2 separate regions of the Mus musculus genome follow, and region 2 is linked to region 1. The links are chromatin contacts, called in public HiChIP or PLAC-seq maps. All regions are on one chromosome and are shown on one strand. The core of a region is the stretch at or near the end of the contact, and the rest is flanking DNA. Distances in the headings are between cores, read along the strand shown. Region 1 overlaps Ap2b1 (adaptor-related protein complex 2, beta 1 subunit). Region 2 holds the start of Rasl10b (RAS-like, family 10, member B).

Region 1 (7,125 bases), core at 3,290-5,789:
CAGGAGTCACATGGCCATAGGAAGAGAGTGAGCAGCTACTTACCTTGTATCCCTCAGAGTCATGCAGGGTGTCGCCCAAGAGCTAGCAAAGTTAGCTTGATTTCAGAGAACACTGCATGTGGGAACACGAGTCTAAGCTTGGGAGTAGGACTAGAAGAATAACTGGGGGAACATTGCAATAATAGTGATATAAAAAACCAAACCTAAACCAAACCAAACCCTCACCTCTTTCTGAGTCTTTCTTATTAGCCTGAAAGCAAGGGGTTGTGTAGTTTTTCTTGCCATCTAATTTCCTCCCCACATTCCAGGTGGTTGACACCTTTTGCTATGATTAATTTTTAGGGTGCTTGGTTTGACTTTCTATAGGTTGGGTAGAGATGAGCTGTGAGGCAGGACGCTCTAACGTTTTGTGGGAGACAGAAGACTAAAAACAAGAAGGAAACTGGTGTGAGTGTAGGTGTTGGGGATCGCTAGGATCTCCCTGTTGCTGGCTTCTGGAGTCTGCTGAGGCCCCTGTGCTGCCTGTAGTTTGCTGAGCATGGGGCTTCTGCAGGGTTGGATCCCATTTTGACCTCAGCATGGAGCTTTGACTTTTCTAACGGAATCTTTGGTTTATATTAATACTTGAGCCATGAAACCCTGAAGCATTACTTGATACAATGAATCAAGCAAAGGTCCTATAACCCTGAGTGCTAATCTTCCCTCTGCCCTCAGCATCTGTGAGCGAGTAACGCCTCGGCTCTCCCACGCCAACTCTGCAGTGGTGCTTTCAGCCGTAAAAGTCCTAATGAAGTTTCTAGAATTGTTGCCCAAGGACTCTGACTACTACAATATGCTGCTAAAGAAGTTAGCACCTCCACTTGTCACGTTGCTGTCTGGGGAGCCAGAAGTACAGTACGTCGCCCTGAGGAACATCAACCTAATTGTCCAGAAAAGGTAGGAAATGGTGATTTGGTGATTTTTAAAATGGTTGTGATCTTGAGGTGAAGCTTCAGATGATTGCTTTATAGACTGGTGCCCTTGCCCAGGAATAACCGCTTACAGCTATTACCGTTCTCTCCAGAGTAACTATGTGCAGGTCAGGGCTGTTTGGGTTTTGTTGTGTTTTTGGGTTTTGTTTTTTTTAAACAGACTCTCACTGTGTAGACTAGGCTGACCTCCATCTCACAGCAATCCTCCTGCCCCAACCTCCCAAGTGCTGGGATTAAGAGTGGCGGCTCCGCTTCCAGCCAGCTTGCTTTTGTGAGTGCTTCTTTTGGATGTGTTCCCCATGGAAAGCTTTAGTTGAGAACGGGGTGGCTCTGCCTCAGCAGTTCTCTGTGGTAGCACACACCCTCATACTTCTAAAGGATGCAAGTCAGATGCCAGATGGAGTTGATGAGAGTAGATGGGCTGAGAGTGTAGCTCATGACAAAACGTTTGTCTAGAATGTGCTAAGTAAGTGCTGAGCTTGGCACCCAGCTTGATTTTGTGGAAACGAAAATGTTATATAGTACTGTGACTGCCATACTGGGGGTGGGAGGGAGGCCCAGTAGAGGCTTAGGCGGGACATTTACGAGGGTTTTCCGCCTGAAGAGGGCAGGCAGAAAGACTGACTTGATTTTCATACAGGCCAAGGAGGACATGCCAGTAAATGCATTCCGTCACCTTCCTTTCTTGTGTTTTTGTATCACAGGCCTGAAATCTTGAAGCAGGAAATCAAGGTCTTCTTTGTGAAGTACAATGATCCTATCTATGTTAAACTAGAGAAGTTAGACATCATGATTCGTCTTGCATCCCAAGCCAACATTGCTCAGGTCAGACCTTAAGCTATCCTAAGTTTGTGCCGGCTGAGAGCTTAAGATCTGGCATTCAGAAGGTCATGGAATTGCTGTTGAAACTCTTTAAAGGGGGCTGATGAGATGGCTCAGTTCTCTTCCAAAGGTACAGAGTTCAAATCCCAGCAACCACATGGTGGCTCACAACCACCCATAATGAGATCTTGCGCCCTCCTCTGACACATCTGAAGACAGCTACAGTGTACTTATGTATAATAATAAATAAATCTTCTTTTTTTTTTTTAATCTTTAAAGGTTATTTACTTCTTGGATATTTGACAGGTTCTGGCGGAGCTGAAGGAATATGCCACTGAAGTTGATGTGGACTTTGTTCGCAAAGCTGTGAGGGCCATTGGACGGTGTGCCATCAAAGTGGAGGTAAGGCCCCCCAGGAGATGAGATCGCACATATGGGATTGTGAGTGTTCATTATTTTACAGTGTGTATACATTGAGGTTTGTCAACATACTTAATGAGTAAAATAATTTTTAAAAATGTATTTAATGTATATGGGTGTTTTGTCTGCATTATGTCTGTATCTTGTATGTGTCAACTACCTGTGTAGGCCAGAAGGGGTTTTCGTACCCCCTGGAACTAGAATTCAGATGGTAGATTATGGACCACCATGTGGGTGCTGGGACTCTAATCCATGTCCTCTGGAAGAGCAGCCATCGCTCTTAATCCCTAAGCCTTCTCAGGCTCAGATTAAAGAATTTTTAACAAAACATCACTGCCCCTGCTTCCTTCCCTTCTTTACCTAGATCCACTTGCCAAAAGGATGGCTTTTAACTCTTTTGTATTAGATTATTTTGATACTTCCATATCCATAAATAATTTTGTTATTATTTATTGATTTCTTAGTTATAGATTTTTATCTTTTCAGCATACCCCCTGCCCCCCAAGCATTTTGGGGTGCTCATTGGTTTTACTTTTTAAGACAGAGTCTTACTATATAGCCCAGGCTAGCCCTAAACTCACATTCCCTGGGCCTCAGTCTCCCAAATGTGGGATTCCAGACATGAGCCTCTACGCCTGGCTTTTATTTTGTTTTCTTTTCTGTACATAGCTTTTGGTTAATATGTGTTCTTAGGTATTGTATTTTGTTTTGATTTTCATTTTTTTTTGATGCTACCTATTTATTTATTATTTTATATATTTATTGTTCAAGGCGGCAGCATGAGCCAAGGTCCATATGTGGAGGTCAGAGGACAGTTTGTAGGAATTGATTCTCTCCTTCCACCATGAGGCTCCTGGAGATCAGTCTCAGGTCATTAGGCCTGGTGGCTAGTGCGTTTATCTGATGATCCATCTGGCTGGCCCTAATACAGTACCACTTATTGATTGCTTTTTAGACTTAATAGACTTTCCCAGAGTCTAGATTGGACCTCATACCTCTGTCCCCTTTAGATGACTAAATCTGGAGGCTTGTGACAGTCAAAAGTTTTAGATGATGTTGTGTGGTTCCTTTTGAATTGTGACAAGAGGCACACAATTTAATGACCTGTAATAGTTCAGAGGGATAATTGTTCAGACTTGCCATTAAGTTTTGGGAACTTTTCTCACAATCCTATCCTTAAAAAAAAAAAAAAATCACAGTATCAAGAAATCTATTTTATCAGTTTGTAGTATATATTCAATTAATAAAAGATGAATGGGAGCCAGATGTGGTGGCACATGCCTTTAATCCCAGCACTTGGGAGCAAGAGGCAGGCAGATCTCAGAGTTCAAAGTCAGCCTGGTTGGTCTACAGAGAAAGTTCTAGGGCAGCCAGGACTTTACAGAAAAGCCCTGTCTAGAGCCGGGTGTGGTGGCGCACGCCTTTAATCCCAGCACTTGGGAGGCAGAGGCAGGCAGATTTTTGAGTTCGAGGCCAGCCTGGTCTACAAAGTGAGTTCTAGGACAGCCAGGGCTAAATAGAGAAACCCTGTCTTAAAAAAAAAAAAAAAGAAAGAAAGAAAAGAAAAGAAAAAGAAAAGCCCTGTCTAAAAACAACAACAACAACAAAAAACAAAAAACAATAAACAAAATCTCTTAGAATATTTTGAGCCATAGATAAATGAAAAAAAAATTGTAAGTCCAAACAAAATTCCTAGGTTTAGATACACGCTGTGCTGGAGGCCAGAGAGATGGCTCAATGGTTAAGAGTATTTGCTGATCTGTCATGAGAACCAGAGCCCAGTTTTCAGAAACCACATCAGAGAGAGAGAGAGAGAGAGAGAGAGAGAGAGAGAGCACGCACACATACACACCCCCTACCTACTTCCTAGAGAGAGAGGGAGAGAGGGAAGGAAGAAAAGGAGAGGGAAGGAAAGGAGAGGGGAGGGTGGGAGGAAGGGAGAGGCCAGTAAAGAAACACCAAAAACACCCTATTCAGTGTCTGTTCACTTAAGAATTCCAGTAAGGATCCCCAGTGTTGATGTGTTCTTCAGTTACCTTCCTTTCCTTCTACTCTCCTGGCTTTTGTTTGTTTGGTTTTCTTAATGTTTTCCCCATTGTCCAGGTTACTGTTCACTCGTTTAACAGAGTTATGTGGAAGATAGAGATCGCTTGCTCAGTGCAGAGCTCTTGACTAGCCAGTGGGAGGCCCGAGGTTTGCTCCTAGCAAAACACACAAAACCAAACCCAAAACTGTTTTCAATGTGTTTGCTAATGAATAAAATCTGGTATATTCCTAGAATTGTTAATGCTGATATACATTGTATCATTTAGCCTCTAGTAGCTTTAGCAGAGTCAGTGCCTGTCTGACTCAGGCAGTGTACTTGTATGTTTCCTTTTCTGTGTTGAGATAGTGTTATTGGATTAACTTAAGTGTTGATGTTTCTTTCCCTAGCAATCAGCAGAACGCTGTGTAAGCACACTGCTTGATCTAATCCAGACCAAAGTAAATTATGTGGTCCAAGAGGCAATTGTTGTCATCAGGGACATCTTCCGAAAATACCCCAACAAGTATGTCAAAATTCATGTAATCTTCTTTCTCAGATCATTTGGGAAACGTATAAGTAAGGCACTTTGAAATTGACTCGGTAAGAATTATTATTCCATATATAACTGGTCATAGTAGATTTTTTTTTAATGAAGTCAGAGATACATAGTGGGTATCAAACAGACACTAAAACTTCTCGTTTAAATATGGGAATGGAGTTTTAAGTTGGCCCCATGTGCTGGGATTACAGGCATGAGCCACCATAGCAGCTGTTCATTATTTTTGTAGAAATGAGGCTTAGCTTAAGTATATACTTGGCATAGACTACATCAAACACATAAGATTGTTTGTTGTGTCAGAGTTACCATTACACAGGAAGCCTATTTATCCCTAGGTGTCTTGATACACTCGCTCCATGCAGACCAATGATTGTGTCCTTCCTCCTCTCAGAATAACTTTTCCAGCCGCCATGCTGTTTGCTCAGCATGGGGCCCCACTGCCTTGTGGGAGCAGCAGAGTGCATTCAATAAGTTACTCCCCTGGCCTCTGCTGACACACTGGGGCTGCTCCCACAGGGATCATTTACATCACAAAGTTTTTACTGGGGCTCTTAGTTCATAAAACAAAATACTTTGATTCTGAGACCTGCAGTCCAGAATTAGTGCAGGATTTGGGTTTTTGTGAGATTTTTTTTTTGTTTTGTCTTGAGAAGTGTTATTTTTAGAAAGAGGACCACCACCTTTTACTCAACTCCCTCCAAAAGTGAAGGATCAAGTTTCTAAACTGTTTTGTTACAGGTTAAGGAAAAAAAAAAGATCAATAGAGAAATGTGTAAAACTTGTGTAAATAAGGGGTTATGACAGTTTAATTTCAAGAAAATAGTCAGAGTCTGGTTTAATAAGTAGGAATAGGGCAGATACTTGGCCTAGTATACTAGTTATCCACATTAATATATTCTGTTTCAGTCTAATGTTGAAAATCACATTAGCCAGCTAGATCTGATGGCATGGGCCTATAATCTCAGCTATTCAGGAGGCCAAGACAGGACATGGACAAGCTCAAGCCAACCCTTGCAACCTAGCAAGACCCTGCTTTAAACAAGAGGAGAGCAGTAGGCTGAGAATACTGCTCATAGGAAAGAGTTTGCCTGGTATGTGTTGGATCCTAGGTTCAGTCTTCAGTAATAAAAATAAAATTTTAAGTTATGTTAGTAAAGGACGTATAGATTCAGCAAGGTGAATACGTAGTTATAAGAAAGGTTGATTTTTAAACACAAGATAATGGTATTTTCTTATACCACAGGTTAATTTATTCCCTCGTGAACATGTCTGTCTCATGAGCTCTTGTACAAGTTTAAAGCTTAGTTACTAAAACATAATTGAACTGGCTTTGGTGGCACACACCTTTAGTCCCATCACTCAGGAGGCAGAGGCAGATGATCTCTGTGAGTTCAAGGCCAGCCTGGTCTACAGAGTGAATCATAGGACAGCAAGGTCTACATAGAGAGTCCCTGTCTCAACACAACAAACCATAATTGAAGAACAGTGGTTCACAGTCATCTGTAACTCCACTCCCAGGGGATCCAACACTGCCTTCTGACCTCTGCAAGTACCAGGCCTTCATGTGATACACACACGTACATGCAAGCTAAACACTCATATATGCAAATTTATAAAATTGTACATAAAAAATATTTTAAAGCATATTTGAAGAAAAATTTAAGCCATGCAATTTTGACTTACTACATTCTGTTGACTAAAAACCTTTGCAGCTTGGAATCCCTTGTGTATGGTTTTTTTACTTTAGCTTCTACTGTTAAATACAGTTCTTAGTTTTGGCCTTAGTAACTAGTCCATTTGTTACAACAGGTATGAAAGTATTATTGCCACCCTCTGTGAAAACTTGGACTCCCTGGATGAACCCGATGCCCGAGCAGCTATGATTTGGATTGTAGGAGAATATGCTGAAAGAATCGATAACGCAGATGAATTACTAGAGAGTTTCCTGGAAGGTTTTCATGACGAAAGCACCCAGGTAAGTCTCTTCCATCCCGTGCTCTAGATCTCTTCAGAACAAGAGCTGAGAAGGTGAAATGTTAGCTAGTTTTTTGTGTATGTTTGTTTGTCATGGTTTCTTCGTCTCAAAAGGGATGATCGTTTTGGTCAGCACTGTTTTCTAGATAACAAAGCTGCAGCGCTTAGAGCAGTGGTCATAGACTATGATGGGCATTGGAACATTTGGGGGCTGAGGAGACACAGAGCGAGAAGCACCTGCACAGTCAGTTCCCACCTGCTGCGGTGCTGCTCCAGAAGAGAGCGAACTTCCCTGCAGTGATGTTGAGCAGTAATCAGGGTCTTATTTTCTGTCACTTAAGGATGATTACAAA
Region 2 (7,125 bases), core at 2,765-5,264, 70 kb after region 1:
GATGCTTCTGGTGTCTAGACTCAGAATGAACCGCCCTAGGCCACTCTTGGCTCTCTGCTGGAATTCCAAGATGTAGTGGAAACCCTGGAAAAGAAAGGAGTCAGGCACCTGAAGAGCAGTCTTGAAGTCTGTCTGTGAGACGGTCAAACATGGAGCCAGCTCAGGTGCACAAGTCACATGGAGAGCTTTCAAAAAGGACTCTGTCATGTTTAATGAGTGAGTCACAGTGAGGGTGAGATGGCTCAGTGGTAAAGGCACCTAGCTATCTGATTTACGTCTTCAGAACCCAAATGTGTGTTGATAATGGGAGGAGAGAACCAACTCCCAAAAGGTGCTCTCCGACCTAGACACACACACACACCCCATGGCATTCCTGGGTCCCCCAAGGTTAATATTGAGCAGTGAGGCCTCACTGGCAGGGAGAGGCTTGTGCCTGTTCATCTGCACTCATCCACAGTAATGCTGTGCATTGTTACAGTAGAATGGTAAAGCACTCAGCGCCACGACACTTGCTTATCTTGTTCCCCTGCCCATCTGAATTCAGCAGCCCCTGCTTTTCAGGGGAGATGAGGCACTACATCTAACTACAATGTCAGTTTCCTCTTTCTCTCCATAAAAGGTTCTCCCTCCTACTCACCACATCGACCTTTGCTAAGTCCTGAGATAGCCATATGCTCTGAGCAGCTGACCCCTCACACGCCCCCCCAGACTTAAACCTGAGATCACATTGTTTTCTAGCCCTAGAATGGGTATGTTGTTTCTCAGCACTCTCTAGTCTGGGCCTTCCTCCCGCTGCATGCCTTAGTACTTCCGGTCTTGCTTGGACCCAGATTTTTCCCTGCCACCCTCAGCTTTAAGAAGCAAGAGCCTGTTTATTTTAATAGCTGGGATGGCACTTGGGAAAGATCACACCTCCCCCGTTGTTACCCATTTCTATCTTCTGAACACTAATCCTAGAATCCCAGCCAGCCCCCAGACATGGTATTAGCAACAAGGATGTTTCTTGAAAAGTTTCAAGTTGGCTTTGAACTTGCCTTCTCAGTTCTCATTTAGCTTTTGCTCTGCTGTTCTTGATGCTGCCAACAAGGGAAAGCCTCAATTGGGGGCTGGGGAGGGGGCAGGGAGACCTAGATTCTTAGTTGAGAAGTGGCTCTGGAGAACTGTTGTTTCCTGAGCATTGTTTGGGAACAAGACTGCCATCTCTAGGATCAAATCCTCCAGGCAGAACCCCAACACCTGAATTAAGAAAGTGTGACTCCCATCCCCCACTGTTGGTAGGTATAGCAGTATAGCATATGGGAGGGTGAAGGCTCAGTATCAGCTGGCTGTCCTTCCACTCACAACCTACTCACAGCCAGCCTCTAATATCCCTGTGAGAGTCCTCAGTTCTGATAGAACAGGGATGGGCCTGGCCCTTGTCTCATTCCATGGCCTGGCTCCAGATGTTACAGAGGGACACACACAATTGCCCTCCCAGAACCTGAATTTGTGAACCTGCATCTCAGCCACTAGGTATCCTTAGCTGAACCACAGCCAGAAGAGGCTCAAGGCTAGACAGATCAAAGGACCAAACCCTTTGAACTTTCCCAGCAAGGTTATTTCTAGTGACAGAGAATGAACAGGCCCAAGTCAGCTCTCAGCAAAGCAAAATGAGTTAACTTCGGGCAAATGTACCATTTTATAAAGTACTACTTTATAGCAGTGCTTTAAATGACATACCACTGACGGCTAGTATGAGGTTTCGTCATCTGTAGGGGACAGCCTTGCTAGGTTTCTTATTTCTAGTCCCCCTCAAGCTGAAATGGACCTATGTCCTGAGGGAAGAACAGAAAGCCTGTATCCTCAGGCAAGATGAGGATGAAAGTTTTTTGAACGCAGTAGGAAAGAGTGTCCTGGATGATTTAACCAAGCTAAGAGGGTGTCAGTGGCTCCTCTGGAATCTCTCGAGTCCAGTCATATCTGATTCCCACCCAGCCCCAAAGCGGTCCTCTGAGAGAGGGCCCCTGACCTTCCCAGTCCTAATCTTGTTGCAGCATTTGCTCCAGTCCTTCTCAAATCCACATCTCAACTCTTGGCCCCACCTAGAATAAATGGAAATGCTTTCCCACAGTGCTGTTCATCCTGAGAGAGATGACCACACACTGGAGCTCCCTGCCAAGTATTGTGAAGACTTCACACACCGAGGCTCATTTAAGTCCTGTCTGCACCAGTGATGGAAAGGACTAGAATCTATTTCAACTGGCACAGGTTTCTTGCTTCAGTCACATAGTATCGGGCAAGACTGGAGTCAAATATGGGGCTCTCTGGCCGGGAAGCACAGTCATATGACCACCATGCTTTCTGCACAGCAGAGTGGAGACAAGAGTTAGAAAAATGCCCAAAACACAGAGCCCAAAGGGAGAAGTGAAGTGGGTTCTGTGAAATAGATGGAACCCATGGTAATAGCTTTGGAGGATTCAGTTCCATGCGGAAAACCCTTGGTGGATGGATACCAGGCTTGTTTCTCCCCACCACTCTAAAGGCATCGAATGCCCAGCGGTGGTGCACTGTTTCAGGGGCCCTTGTCCATCCAGTACAGGAGTGAGGACACTCCTGGTGGTTTGGGTCTCTGAGAGAGAATCATCCTTGTCAACTTCACCAGAGTTGAAGCCATCTTGGAAACACATCTTCGGGCATGTCAGTGTGTTTCCAGGGACGTTTAACTGAAGGGGGTTTTCCACCTGCATCTCGGGCAGCACCATCCCACGGACTGACTAAAAAGGCAAAAGGGGAAATTGAAATTTGAGCTTAACGCTAACGTGCATCTCTGCTTCCAGGCTGCATGCACAGTGCCAGGGACCTCACATTCCCACCACTTTGCCTTCTGGCTACAATAGATGTGTCTATTGTCATCACAATAGCCAAAACTAAGTCGCTTTTGTCAGGTACTTGCCACACCAACAAGAAAAGTAAAACGGGGGTCTTTGAGACCCTTTTAGGGGAACAAGAAGCAGTCAGGGTCATAACCTCTGTCAGCCTCTTCTGACCCCATTCTTCCAGCCTGAAGCATTCTGTCAGGTCTCTGGACTCTCAGTTGCTCCTAGCCTCAGCTGACCTCTCTGAAGTGGCCCACCTGATTTGCCCTCTAAGACCCCTTTTGACTTCACAAAGGAATTTGTCTGTGGCCTCTCCACTGGACTATGTGAGCCCTCTGCTGAGCTTTTCCGAAGCAAAGCTGCCCTGCTAGTGACACAGCCTTAGCATTCCATTTTGCATTTAAGTAAAAGTAGTTACTCATCCTTTCTCAGCCTCAGTGATCTCATCTGTAAAATGGGGGAAACAACCTCCTTCGTGGAATGTTCTGGGAATTTAACTTGAGGATTTAGGCAAAGCTCTTACCACATTGGAATGTTACCTACTGATAAAAATATGTTGGTGAGGACTATTTTAGATTAAATACAAGAGGAACTGCACCCTCAAGCCCTGCAAATGCTGGGATCTCAAAGGAGAGGGATCCGCAGCCTTAGAGGAGTGGAGGTCATGCTTTGGCAGGGGACCAGCTTTGCTTGGCACTAGCCTGGCCTGCTGTTCCCTGCCGCAGTGAAGGGTGAGAGTGACCACCCTCTACTCCGTCCTTCAGGGGTGGAAGAGCAAGAATCTGGATGCCAGCAACCAGGGCAGGACACACGCTGGGCATCTGCCAGTCACTGACTGACTGTATCGGTAAGGGTCAAAAGGACAGCGTGGGGAGGAGGGGACGAGCCCTGCCGAGGGCAGGGTGCGAGGCTGTGTGGGAAGGGAGTCGCAATGAAGGCAGAGGCTCCGGGGCCTTTCTCGTCCCCGCCCCCAACTCGTCCAGGCTCGAGCTAATTTCTCCCAGGGGAGAGTCGCGGGGGTCGGGGGCGTAGGGGAGGATTGAAGGTTGAGGTTAGGGATTGGGGAGCTGGTCCCGCGGCGCCCCAGTGAATCCGTCGGGCTCGGGGACCCAGCGGAACCCCCCGCGCCCGCCTCCCCCTCCGCCGGCGCGAGTGGGGCGGCGCGCTCCGCAGGGCGAGCAGCTGAGCGACCCTCGGTGCTGCGGCCCCCCGCGCCCCAGCCCGCCGCGCCCGGGCCGCGGGCGGCGCCCCTCATCCTCCCCCCGGGCGGGGGAGCCCAAGGCAGCGCCGGAGCCCGGGGGGAGCGCGGCCGCGCCGGCCAGGGCAGGGGGCAGGCAGCCGGGACGGCCCCGGGTAAGCGGGAGGAGGAGGAGGAGCGGGGCGACCGCGGGGTGAGGGGCAGCCCGGGGAGGGGGCAGCGGGCAAGCCGGAGTGGAGCTGGAGCCGGCAGCCAGCGGGGCTCCTGCAGCCCCCACACCTGCCACCGATCGGGTCACTGGGAGCCCGGCATCCGCCGGCGCCCCCACCCCCACGCGGACGTGGTAGGGACTCACCACCCGAGGACGTACGGCCCGGCCTTTAGGATCCTCAGAACCCCCGACCTTCCCAGTGTGAGGTAGAGACCCAAGATGTCCAGGCCGGGGAAGGGACTAAAAAGAGACTGTGGCCCGAGTGTGTGACCCCTGCCTCTTGCCGGGAGCTGTCTGCAGACTCACTGCAGAATGCAGGCCCTGGGGAAGCTCAGGGGGCCTGGGCCCTGCTTCCTGGGACAGACCTTTCACCCCCACATAACTAGGCATGTGGGCTTAGTAAACTGCTTAGACCCAGGACTTGTGCCTGGGAAGAACTGAAGGGGCATCTGTTCCCTCTGAGTTGGGGACAGGGCCACACTTAGGCCTGGTAGCTCCAGAGGCTTGCCAGTGCATAGGGGGCTGTTCTTGTACCCACTTCTTGACTCCCAGACTGTACCTGGTTTTCGTGTCTGCTACTACTCAAAAAGAGTTGGTTTGGGGGCTTGAGAATCTGCAGATAGGATACATCCTGAAACCTCTGCCACACCCAGAGTGAGTCCGTGTTCTTCTTTCTTGCTCTTTGCCCTCTCGAAGGCCCAGGACTCCCCCATCCCCACCTGCTCGTGCTGTTATGTAATTAACCCAGCTGAGCCTCTTTGCTAAGCTGGCAGCATCCAGGGATGCCCCAGAGGCCTAGGGACCTGAAGGGTTGTGCGTGGTGGTAGCGTTAGTTTTGTCTCCGTAGGAAGCAGGCTCAGAGGAGCACCTGTTGGGGAAGGGACATGCATGAGGCAGGCACAAGAGAGATTAGAGTCCTAGTCTTAGCTAAGGTGGCTTCCTTCCCTAAGTCTCTGGGTCTTGATTTATTGGTGATGGATTTTTGTTCTTCAATAAAATGAAAGGCATCATATACATGCATATGGACATATGGATGCCCAGGTACACACACTGCAAGTTTATGAGCCCATGCAACTGTAGATAGTGACCCATTCCTAGATTGCCAGGAGGTTCAACTGAGCGTCTGGGAAAACCTTAGAGGACAAGTAGCCACGGTTCATTGCAATACCTTCTCTGTGCCAGGCACTGGGCTTTCCGTGGACAACCTCACAATACCTATGAAGTTTCTTGGCCAAGGTCATCCTTTAAATTATTTAAATAAATGGCAGAGCTGGGAGTCTAACCTTGATGGTTCTTGCTCCAAACCCTGCCCTTTATTTACCATTGTGCACATATACATACATAATCGTAGGTTGAGTGTTGTGAACCAGGACAGCCTGGGGGGAGGCATTCACCTATGATCCATGCATATATAAAAACACACACATGAAAACATGATATGATGGAAACCATCAGAGCCCAGGAAACCACCTCTCTGCACCCACTTACTATGGGGGGGTTCATCATTCAGCCCAGGTTTTCTCCTTCCAGCGAAGAGGTTTACTGAGGCTGTCTTGGGGGCTATTGGCTTTGCTCTACACACGTGCAGAGCATGAGTCCAAAGCAGACGTTTTACTCACAAACCTACAGCTAAAATTCATCAAAGCTAGGGTTTGTGTTCAAGCTCTAAAAGTCACAGGAACTGAGCCAGCGAAAAGGTAATGAATTCATCGCCAGCGTCCAGCCCCTTCCTGGGCAGCAGCTGTGTGCTGCCAGGCCCTCTGAGCGCCAAGGGACGTCATAGACTCAGACCCGGCTTTTAGCTTGTCACTGTTTAGAATTACTAAGCTTAAACACGCAAAGCACCGCAGAAAGTAGCTGAGGTTCCAAGCTATGTGGTTTGGAGCGCACAGAACTTCTCTGAAGTGCAAATAGGAATACTTCTCCCTTAGGGGCATTGTATTGACCGAGGATAACTGTGTGGGCAGGCTAGCAGCCAGTGCTCTAATGTATTACTCTCTAGAGTCAATGCAGTCATCTAGTTCAGTGGGACTTTGGGAAATACTGGGGGCATTTTAGGTCATCTTGGTAACTGGAGGCTGCTGTGGGCACTTACCTCCTGAGAGTCTTAAAATTAAGATGTCCAGAATATGATGAGAGCAGTTCTGTACAGAAAAGAGTTTCCTCCCCTGAGGATGCCAAGAGGGCATCCATTAAAATGCATTTGTTCTTCAGGATGAGATGGAGAGAGGCTGATGTTTGTCCCAGGCTTGGGGCTGGGACTGAAGTTTAAATCCAAGTCTAGTTAGTGCTCTCTCTGCTGTGCACTGAAGTATGCTTTGGTGGAGGGAAATTGGAGCCTGTGAAGAATCAAGGGTTTCAAACAAAAAGAGTGGATAAGAAAGAACTTGGGGATAGATGGAGATAGAGGGTCTAGAAAAAGAATGCTTTCCAAGTGGCAATGGTAGCTTCAGCAATGATGTAGTGGTGGGAAAGTTCAGCAGAGATCCAGGAATAAGCCAGAGCACTGAGCCATCCCCCTCCACCTCTTGTCCCCCCAGTCTAGGTGGTGGCCACAGAGGGCCAGAGGCAAGCAGAGGGAGCAATGGTTGTTCCTGACGGTGGCTGAGCCCCCAGCCCCTGGAATATGCAGCCCGGAGGAGCCCCAGGCAAGGACGCGGTGGCGGAGTGGGGCGGGAGGCATGGTCTCCACCTACCGGGTGGCCGTGCTGGGGGCTCGAGGTGTGGGCAAGAGTGCCATCGTGCGCCAATTCTTATACAACGAGTTCAGCGAGGTCTGTGTGCCCACCACCACCCGCCGCCTCTACCTGCCTGCTGTGGTCATGAATGGCCATGTGCACGACCTGCAGATCCTGGACTTC

What was found. HiChIP or PLAC-seq counts read pairs in DNA pulled down with a chosen protein or histone mark.
Region 2: an H3K4me3 HiChIP or PLAC-seq map of embryonic stem cells shows a contact between it and region 1, with 36 read pairs. The contact joins the promoter of Rasl10b here to the enhancer-like site in region 1. A contact is called at or near these places in 6 of 39 promoter capture datasets (the C10 cell line, the HPC-7 cell line, cranial neural crest and 3 more), 17 of 484 Hi-C or Micro-C datasets (B cells, CD8 T cells, the CH12 cell line and 10 more), 14 of 115 datasets of contacts at active chromatin or transcription factors (bone marrow-derived macrophages, craniofacial prominence, embryonic basal ganglia and 6 more) and 4 of 9 other capture datasets (adipose tissue, liver, macrophages and 1 more).

Annotation. Positions count from the first base shown.
Region 1 is chr11:83,334,667-83,341,791 of GRCm38.p6, forward strand. Ap2b1 (adaptor-related protein complex 2, beta 1 subunit) reads left to right here. Exons shown (of 22, transcript NM_001035854.2): 7 at 715-936; 8 at 1,676-1,796; 9 at 2,100-2,195; 10 at 4,647-4,762; 11 at 6,608-6,773. Among named protein-coding and RNA genes, the nearest start is that of Gm23951, 29 kb to the right of the region's middle. Within about 2 kb of position 4,540, at least 5 of the 459 cell types and tissues checked have an H3K27ac peak or open chromatin away from gene starts, as enhancers often do. A contact at or near this core is called in embryonic stem cells, where this site is marked.
Region 2 is chr11:83,405,674-83,412,798 of GRCm38.p6, forward strand. It overlaps Rasl10b (RAS-like, family 10, member B), which reads left to right and starts at 4,015. Exons shown (of 4, transcript NM_001361568.1): 1 at 4,015-4,208; 2 at 6,805-7,125. The coding sequence starts at 6,946.